Linked DNA regions of Mus musculus: region 2 is linked to region 1. The links are chromatin contacts, called in public Hi-C maps. All regions are on one chromosome and are shown on one strand. The core of a region is the stretch at or near the end of the contact, and the rest is flanking DNA. Distances in the headings are between cores, read along the strand shown.

Region 1 (4,807 bases), core at 678-3,177:
CCATTATCACAGGCTGCACACATTTTCAGGAGCCCTACTCTCAGATGCCCTTTCAGGGGAGCAATAAGAGGTTTGTGTGTGTGTATGTGTCTGCTGAGATATCTGGCGTGGAATTACATGAAGGTGGTAATTCAAGGTTTTCCTGTCCATCTGGTCTTGGAGACAACTAGTGTGTGTTACTAACAGCTAATCTAGCATGAGAAGACACGGTAAGCAAAGTCCGAATGCCAGAATGCTGTATTTGCAGCTATTACGAATTAAAAAAAAAAAAAAAAGTGGACACCAGCTCCCCTGTACACTGCATTCTATAACTACATCTCTGCATATCATGGGTCACTTTTATTAAAAGCATCATTACTACAGTTGGCAGAAATTTACATTTTATCTTACATGATAGCAGTTTTCAGAGAAAAAAAAAATCAAAGGACATCACAACAAAGAAAAACATTTACAAAGTCCTGTCTGTAAACTTCAAGGCTAGTTCAGAGCTGAGGTAATGCTGTTTTAGCTTTGTGGCTAAAGTAACAAAGTCCTTTAATTTAAAAAAAAAAAAAAGGTACCTGATTCTCACTTCTCTCAATCTTCTATTTACTCTTCTATTTATTTAGTTTTTACCAGTGCATCACAAGACCACAAGCCAATGGAACTGCAGTTGTCTGGCAAGAACCCTCCCAGAAGGTTAGTTTTCCAAAGGGACCCTTCACATTCAACAGCTGCCTGATTATTGCTGAGCCTCGGGACAGAGGCGTTCACACTAACGTGGAGATTGTCAGAGTGTATGGATGTGTGTATGCAAATGTGGGAACCCCCATAAAGTCAGAAAGGGAGACGAATGAACAAGGGATGATATGTATGGTAAATTTCATCTTGACCTTCACAGCAAAAAAAATTAAAATTAAAAAATTAAATATATAACTTCATACGTCCTCTGAGTAGCACTTCCTTCCACTAGTGCCGCTCTGTTACAGATTGCTCTTTATTATAATACCAGTGGTACCCAAAGAAAAAAGCAGAGCATTATGTAAGTTTCCTTAAAAAGACATGATCACCTCTCAAATTTCATCCTTCCTAGGGATAATAAATAATGCACTGCACAATACTTATGACCAAGATACCTTCGGACACACCTGCATAACATGACTTGGACTTTTTTCCTTTTTTTTTTCTTTCTTTTCTTTTTTTTTTCTCTTCTTTTTTTGCTACACTATGTTACAGAACAGCTTATAAAACTAGGTATGAACATTAACTGTGAGTGTAAACAGTAGGACTACCACCTGTCAACAGTTTTCAACACTTTCAGTGGAACTGCTGCTGCTGTTACTCGTCGTTTCCGGTGTTTTCTATCTCATCCCCGCCTTCGAGGGAGTCCAGCTCTTCACCCTGTGCAACCTCGTCTTCCAAGATGGAGGACTCTACAGTCTTGTCCAGGTTCTCCTCGGCATCGCTGCCCTCCAGGGTCTCTCCGTCTTTACAGGGCCCTCCCTCGGCCTTGTCAGCAGCCTTTTCTTCGCTGGTACCCACGGCGTTTTGGAGTCCCGCCAGTGCTGGGAAGCCAGGCAGTGTCAATCCCCCCAGTCCTGGAGGTAGAAACATGGATGGGTAGAAGAGGCCTGGGGCCATGGTGGACAGGAGGAAAGGGTTGAAGGCCAGCGGGTTGGAGGGTAACGCAGCCGGGGCAGTAGCAGCACCAACAGATCCGTTCGCGGAGTCAGCAGCCGAAACGGTGTCTGTGCTTTTCTCAGAGTCTCGGTTCTCGTCTTCATTGTCGTTTCCTTTCTCTTCCGCTTTGGAAGTGCCATCCTCTGGCTCTCCTTGACTTGAAGCAGTAGTGGTGTTTCCAGTAGCAGCTGAGAGAGGGTTGTTCAGCAGCCCGCCCAAGCCGAACACGTTGGGCAGGCCCGCCATCCCTGGCAGCATCAGGGGCAGCACTGCGGCGGGGCTCTTCGCATCGCCTCCGGCGGTGGCAGCTGTGGCCAGTCCTGGAGGGAAGCCCATGAGCCCTGCCAGCTGGAGGGACTGGAGGTTCTGGAGATTCTGAAGGCTTGTCAGGTCCATCCCAGCAAACAGGCTGTTCACCAACAGAGGGTTGATCCCTGAAGTAGAGGCGACAGCAGCAGCCGCCGCGGCTGCTCGGGCGATCTCGCTCTTGGGCCTCCGTCCTCTCCTGCTGGCTCCTTCTCCCCGCACCACAGGTCCAGTGAGGAGACGGTCAAACATTGACTCGGGAACAAAACCCTGGACGACAGGGAAAGCAGACAACAGCTGTAGAGGCCGGGTCAGAGTACTTACTGCCAACGTGGGCCTTTTGGAGCTCCACACCAACATTCTAACTATGCAAGCAATTGCTTCCATTCTAAAAGCTTAAAGTAAGAACTTGGGAAAGCACAGGTCCTGGTTTTTTTTGTTTTGTTTTGTTTCTTTTTTTTAACCATTATTTTCGCTTGCTGAATTGTGCTGAGTTGCAGAAAAAGCTGTTCAAGGTTACTCCACCACTGAAGTAAATGCCAAGGTAGCTGTATTCATAATTAACTTAAGGATCAACACTCCAGACAGTGGCTGATTGACTGGTGTAATCAGTACGTGATGTGCACGTGTACAACATAAGCATCAAGTGCAAATGACCTTTCATTTGTCAATTAATTGCCAAATAAATATGCCAATTTTAAAAGGTTTTGTATGAAAAAAATGATAAAACAGTATCACAAAAGAGTTGCATAGACTATAAGACATTCTAGATATTTCAAATATAGCTAAGAATAAGAAAAATTTGTTAACAATGTAGAAAAATTGAGTAAGTTAAACTCACATGTGTAACACCCCCACCCCCACCCCCACCCCATGAGAAGCTACACGCTAAAACCTGCATGTAAACATTTATAGTTGTTTCACTAATAAATTCACAAATGTGAAAAACCCCAGAGGTCTTTCCATGGGTGAGGGAATGACACATGGTAGCTGAGCATGGACTAGCACGCTGTACAGCAAGGAGCAGCAGACCCCTGATAATACTCCATTCTGGGACTGGAGAACACTCAGTGAAAGCCACAGTCTCAGGTTACAGAGTTCCCACTTCCATTTTACCCAGTTTCGAAAGACACACCATTAGGAATGGAGACTAGATAGTAGCAGTCAGAGCTACAAAGGTGGAATCATATATACAAGGACCTCAGATAGGTGATTAGGAAGGTACCACTTCACAAAACTGGGTCCTAACACATGGCTAGAGGCAATTTTATTGTATTATTTAAACAAAACCAGTAAGCATGCCACTAATTTGTCTTGAAAGAAACTAATAATGATAAAATTTTATGCAGAATTGCTATGTCTATTTTAAAACTGGCTATCACAGCTAATAATCTTAACGTTCCCATCCAGCACAAGTTCCATCTTGAAGACACTGTGAGACCGGTTTCCCTGGAGTAAGTCCACCTCTAAGAGGGTTGGGAGTAGGTGTTCTCACACGGTATTTTTAAATCAGAACTGACAATCAGCTCATTCCCAATTAATGATGTGTGTGTAAAATACAACACACTGAAATAATGTAAGAAAATGATGCTTTATGACAACTCTGTAAGCTGGGATTAAGTCACAACTGAATAATTACTAGCCAATGGGACACTGAGCACCTAGGCACACAGTTTTATGTGCATCTCTTTTGTGTACTTACAGACTGCTTGACTATATCGGTCCAGTCTGGAGCGACAGCAAACTCAGGGTTCTCCTCCAGCCACCTGGGCAGGTCCTTCATTGGAGGGGCCATGGCTCCACCCATCTGGGAATATGCATCCGGTGAACAACTGAACATCATGGACGTTTCCCTCCCCACTCCCCTCAGCTCCCTTTTTCGGTGTCCGCAGGAACACACACAGGTTCTAGAAGAAGTGTGATTTGCCATCCTTGCCCATCCCTTCCCCAGCATTTACCTTCTTCCCATTTCGTTTGTTAACAACAGGAACCCTTTCTTCTCCTGTCAAAGTGTTAATATCCAATTTATTAGGATTTCGACATCTATGTCGTTTCTGTTTCGGTTTCTGAAACGAGGAAAACAGCACGTCTGTGTTCTTCTGCAAAAGAAAAGGACGTATTTAATGAGGCTGTACTTGGTACTGGCCCCTTCCTATAAACGCCTAAGGATAGGCACATGCGCTGTTAAATTTTAACAATCATTTGCATTTCGCAGAAACTGAACTTTTCTGAGAAAGTATCTCCCAGCACTGACTGGTCTACCCAACAGGCACTCTCTGAGAAGATACTCAAGATTATTCTATGATTTATTATTTGTGTGTGTGTACAAGTGTTTTGTCTATATGTATGCATGTGCTTGGTGCCCCCAGAGGTCAGCAGAGAGCATCGGTTCTCCTGGGACTTGAGTTATAAATGGGTGCTGGGAGCTGAACTCAGGTCCTCTGCAAGAGCAACAAGTGCTCTAAAGAGCCAGGCGTCTGGCAGTCTCCTTAAGTGAGACTCTCAGTTAAAGTTTCTGTGACAGGCTGGAGGTGTGACTCAGCGGCAGAGCACTTACACAGCATCTGAGAACACCTGGGTTCAGTCCCTGGAAATGAGAACAAAGGGGAGGAGGGTGTCTTCAGATATTTATACAAATCCTAGTATTTTAAAAGAAACTTTATCTAGTACCTTCACTTATTTCTAGTCAGTATATATAAATGAAGCCAGAGATGATATCCTAAATGACGACATGGGACCTTTGTCTTTGAGGTGTTGTAAGTAGGGAGGCTGAAAGGTTGCTGTTGGTAGCAAGAGAGGGGATGGCCCAAACTCAGTGAAAAAAAACAGAAAATGTTTGAAA
Region 2 (5,366 bases), core at 24-2,523, 79 kb before region 1:
CTTCCAAGCACAGCCTGGGGGAACAGAGGAAGGGAAAGAGAGCCAGTTACTATGCAGGCACTCATCTGACCACGCTTTTTCCATATCACATCATTAAATGCTCACATTGAAGATGGAAGCATTCTCAGTGTATCCTGGTTTGATTTATAATATTTAAAATTCCTGTGTATTGTCCAATTCCCCACCATGTTTTGTTTTAGTACTCTACTACATACATTATATGAAACCTTCACCAATTTTTTTTTTTTTATAAACTAGGCTTTGTGCTAGATGAGTTTGCCCAACTGCAGGTCAATGTTCTGAGCCCAGTCAGAATGTTTGGTGGGCAAGTATTGCATGCTTGCAGCTTGAGATGGACTCAGTTTCACCAAGGGTTTATCAGGATGTCACCCGTCCTAAGGTGAAGAGCATCCATAGCTGGAGACTACAAAATAGATGCTGCCAGTAAACAGGGGAAAAGGGAAGAGAGGTGCTTAATTCTGACCACCGCATTAAAAAAACCAAAAACATACTGAATGAGACCCACAATCAAAGAAATTTCTGATTAGAAGCAACCTGTTCACAGCGGTCAGAAACCTAGTGCCTGTGTCGGTTACAACCCACTGCCTGTTTCGGTGCAGCTTGGATCCAAGATGGCTTTCTAGACTGTGCTAATGTTTGAAAAATTTCTAAGAATATTGTGAGGCAAGCGATAATCACATGAAACTTGAGTTTCAGTCATGCCATGGCCCAAATTTTACATGCTGAAACCTTGCCTCCAATGCTCTGGAATCGGAGGTGGGAACACTGGGGGGAGATTAGTGTGTGATGGTAGAGCCCTCATAAAATGGATTAGTGCCTTCATAAAAGAGGTTCAAGAGAGATGCTCTGTCCTTTCCTTAGCACGATCTATGGACAGAGTAGTGAATCCCCAGCAGAAAGCAAGTCTGCCAGCGCCTTATATATGTGTGTGTATGTATGTATGTATGTATGTATCTTTGTGTGTGTATATATATATATATATATATATGGCTTTGTGCTAGATGAGAAAAAAAACAGCCCACCATTCCATGTTTTTAGTGTAGTGACTGGAAAGGCTAAGATGGAGGCACAATATTTTTTTGCACCATGCCTCTGCCTATTTGCTCAAAGATGGCTGTTCTGGCCCTGTAATGGTGGCATTGAGTAGATGTGACAGAAATAACATTCTGACTGACTAAGGCCTGAGAGAAGAGGCACAGACATCACACCAGTGGAAGGAATAACCACGCTTGGTACACGCCCCCAGTGTGTCTGCCACTCCTTTGCCTTTCGCATGCCTCCTCCCTCCTCTGAGGTACAGGCTGTTCTCATGTTTCCCATATTTCACATGCCTGCTGGAAGGCCATGACCACAAAGCTACATATTTGCCTTGCCCATGGCCACGGGCTGAGTTTGGCGCCCGCAGGCCTGGCTGGCTCAGCCCTGGTAGGAATGATGAGACTCCGGAGGCACTAAGTCGATGCAATATGAGTCATTTTAAGACTTTAAAGAGCTGATGGCTTCGAAGGGGACCGTTTCTCTTCTTTCCAATAAACTGAGGCACTACTGTCCCTTTCTCCATACCATAATTATGGAAAACAGAGGTTCTGGTCACTGGGAGGGCCTCGGCTTCCCGAATTATGCGACCCCTACAGATATCAGCTTCCCGAATCACTTTCTCTTCCAAAGGGTTTGAAGAGATCGAAATCCCAGCTCTCTCATTGGCTACATAGCCTAGGAGAGGACACCACTGTCTCTGAGCCATGGTGAGTTTGTCGGGAAGATGAGGACAGTGCCCTCTCTGGAGATTAAAAGCTGGCAAGCAGAAAAGGGTTCCAAGGCGCGCTTGCTCCCCACCAGCGGCCTTCTCGCTCTCTGCCACCCTCAAGTTGCTTTCCCTCCACTGCCTTTTCCTCTTCTATTTCTGTCTTGTTTTCCTCCCCTGGTATCTACCCTTCAAGTTCAACTTTCTTAGAAGAAGGTTCCAGCCCTGGGCTCTCTGAGGTCCCATTGTCCTACACTCTCGCTGGGCTCACTTCTTCCTATGCCACAGCCCTTACCCCAATCCTTCAACGTCAAAATCATCCCTATGTCTGCCACGCCACTGAGGCTGGAAACCTGTTGCCCGGGAACATTGACTCCACTTCTCCCCAACAGTCGGGATAGATCTGAGGTCTGCAAATCACAATCTCCATTTCCATAAAGTAGGTTATTCCTAATACCTTCTCCTAATCACTTCCAGGGTCTATAACCAGCATCTTCAAACTATAAAATCTGAAAGAGAAGAGAAAGGAAAAAAACAAAGAAAAAGGAATCTCATAAACTCTGACCTTCTGGAACTGAAAAGTCCTTTGTGTTAACAAAGGATAGCAACTCCACAGAAAGGTTCACGCATCGCATCGTCCCTGTCCTCGCTGGACTCCAGCCCCTGCCTGGGGTTTGGGGCAGGGTGTCTGTCTGTCCCAGAGCTCGTTGGTGAGCCCTTAATGATCAGCCTCTCTGATGCAAAGAGCACAGAATAGACAAGTCTGTTCCAAAGAGAAAGGAATGCTAAGTACTTAATGCTTCCTGGATGACCAGAGTGTTCTTTATCCAAAGATGTGGACAGTCTGAGCAGAACTCTCTTCTCAGTTTCAAATGATGAAATGCTGAGTCTCGGGTAGTGGGAGTCACTAGGAAGTCCTCTAGAGGATGCATCCCTGCCAACTCCTCCAAGGACTGTGGAAAACAGGTGTAAAAATCAGAAACGGCAGCACACAGAAGGCGGCCAAGGGCATATTGTTTTCTGGGAGAACAGTACACGTAATTTGCTTTCACCGTTGCAAATGATTTTGTGTGCATCATGTAAATAAGTTTTTTTGTTGTTGTTGTTTTAAAGTGGAAACCTCAGATGAAGGAGGAAAACACTGAGGCCCTTTATAAAGGAAAGCCTTTCCCTCGGGAAATAATCGAAGGCCTCAATTGCTCAAGTCTTTCAAAGGCTGTACAAAGCACCCTGAGCACACTGTAGAGAATAAGTCCGCGTTCTCTAGGGAACTGGCTGTATGATCTAATAGGTCTTTGCCCTCATTCCACTTCCAGTGATTCATGTGTGACTTATTTAATTGTTATCATCTATTGCAGATATATAAAAGAATGCTTTTATTCTTCCAAAAAATCTAAATTCAAATCACCTTTAATATCACCAAGTTTCTCCTCCCATCACCCTCAGAGCGTTGACATATTAACTTTTTGACCTACCCTCAACCCCACTTCCACCTTCCAGGATACAAAAAGTACATCTGCCAAGCAGCTGGGTATAATGAGACGCCCCACCCAACGGTGCATTGAAAACAGGTTTTAGGGAACTAAGGGTTAAGTGAAGTCCCCCAGGAATTCCAATCTATTGCAAGCTGCTAAGTCAGAAGCTGCCCGGGGCCTAGGTGTAACCACAGCTAAGAAAACAGCCAGCGCCTAACAGTCTTACCCTCCACAGCATTTAGCATTTATCATGGTCAGAAAAACCACCTGTTACATGAGAGAGTGTCAAAAGGATTCTAAGCCATAATTAAAGAAATAAAAACATATTGTGAATTGCTATGCAAACCTCAGGCAGATGTGCTATTAAGCTGTGGGCTCTATCTGTGATATTAATTTGAAATAAACATAGCAGAAAACAAAACATGCACTGAACCGAGATTCGGCTTGCCTGAAGGTTTTGTTTCTTTTGTAGACTTTGACAGTTGTGGTTAGCAGCCTAAACGCAGGCAGAGCTGATGTGTCTTGCAAACAAACCTGAGTATGTCTGGCAATCGCTTAGGACAGCTGGCAGCCAATCAGATGTGCACGAACCACTGCGCATCGATGCGAATATCTGTAAAGGACAGTTACAATAATAAATAAGCAGTGTTGGCCAGTAGGGTGCCATCCTGCCTCAGCTAGGCGCTCTCTAGTCCCTGCTTTTTGTTATTGATTGTTTATTTGTCTGTTTTTCAAGATTGAGTTTCTCTGTGTAGCTTTGGATGTCCTGAGACTCACTCTGTAGATGAGGGTGGGCTCAAACTCAGAGATCCGCCTGCCTCTGCCTCCTGAGAGCTAGGATTAAAGCCACACACCATTACTACCCCACTTAGATCTTGCTTTTTAACACCACCAAAGGGAAAAGAATACTTTACCCCAGCAGAATGCACACTTGAATACTTGGACCCATTCAAGAGATAGCCAGGTCCTTAGGAAAACATACTTCTCCAAGGATTGGCCAAAAGCTTTTAACCTCAGACATACAGGGCAAAGTAAGGGGCTGAATGCAGCCAGTGACGGCTCAGAAGTACAACTCTGGCAGTGTTGTTTTGTGTTTAAGTTTCTCCATCTTCTTAAACTCCCTCTAAACCTTCAGGGAGGAGTGTGCTCCTGAGGGTGAAGGGAAGGGCATGGAGACATGAACTGAAGAAGCCAGGGCAAAGCAATTTGGTGGTACATGGGTGTTCGCAGCTTTGAATCCAGCATTACCCTGAGAAGATTGCTCAGTTCAGTTGACAGATCTATGCAAATGTGTGGGAAATGAAAAAAAGGCAAGCTGGCATTCACTTTGGAGGCTGAAAAGAATCGCTTTGATTTGCAATGATTTTAATCTCCCTTTTACCACAGTGAAACATTGCAGAAGCAAGAGCTCCGAATGTCATGAGATGAAGCTTCCAAGAGTTCTGTTGGCACACCTTTTCATTCCTGAACAATTTCCTTGCCATATACATTTACTCTAGAATAGTATATAGTGACACATTAGACTTTGATGCTGAAAGATAATGACATATATAAATACCTCAAATGTAGAACTGACTTTAACATACAATCTACTGCCTTGTGTGTGCCTTTATATGCCGAGCCCATAAAAAGTTCAAGGTTCTCACTTCATGTAATTGATTACTATTGGTCTGAAAAAAAAAAAAAGCATAAGTTTTCTTGTCTTGAAAATGTCTCCCTCCCCCATAGTTATACAAACTATTATCAGCAAAGGCCCAGAGACTCATTTCTTCTTGGATATACCCACAGTATGGCCCCAGTGGCCAGTGGCCTTGTTGTGCTGACTGCGGACACAAAGGCCTCAAAAGTGGTGCAGCCCACTGTGGGTTCTCATCTTCTTTGGCAGCTCTAGGTCCTTGCGCAACTTGTTGTCTAGACCGTTGGCCATAACCTGGCTGTACTATTCCATCCTTCACATCCTTCTGCCTGCCCAAGAACCTGTCCAAGTCATGATTCTGCATGATGGTGGTCACGGCTTCCACCTCTTCATCCGTGCCCTCTTGGTAAGGTCAATGTCTGCCTTCCTCGACACGACATGAGCTTATCTCTGCCCCACACCTTTAATGGCAGTGATGACAAAGGCTCTT

The links. Hi-C and Micro-C count contacts between places; a contact is called where the count stands out from the background.
Region 2: a Hi-C map of myocytes shows a contact between it and region 1, with 3 times the contacts expected there. The contact joins two enhancer-like sites. A contact is called at or near these places in 8 of 484 Hi-C or Micro-C datasets (the AtT-20 cell line, LSK cells, cerebellar granule neurons and 4 more) and 2 of 9 other capture datasets (adipose tissue and liver).

The regions. Positions count from the first base shown.
Region 1 is chr4:8,863,166-8,867,972 of GRCm38.p6, reverse strand. It overlaps Chd7 (chromodomain helicase DNA binding protein 7), which reads right to left. Exons shown (of 38, transcript NM_001277149.1): 36 at 3,924-4,064; 37 at 3,668-3,772; 38 at 1-2,235. The coding sequence ends at 1,318. Among named protein-coding and RNA genes, the nearest start is that of Gm46842, 45 kb to the left of the region's middle. Within about 2 kb of position 1,927, at least 33 of the 459 cell types and tissues checked have an H3K27ac peak or open chromatin away from gene starts, as enhancers often do. A contact at or near this core is called in muscle stem cells and myocytes, where this site is marked.
Region 2 is chr4:8,941,293-8,946,658 of GRCm38.p6, reverse strand. It overlaps the pseudogene Rps18-ps2. Among named protein-coding and RNA genes, the nearest start is that of Gm46842, 33 kb to the right of the region's middle. Within about 2 kb of position 1,273, at least 20 of the 459 cell types and tissues checked have an H3K27ac peak or open chromatin away from gene starts, as enhancers often do. A contact at or near this core is called in muscle stem cells and myocytes, where this site is marked.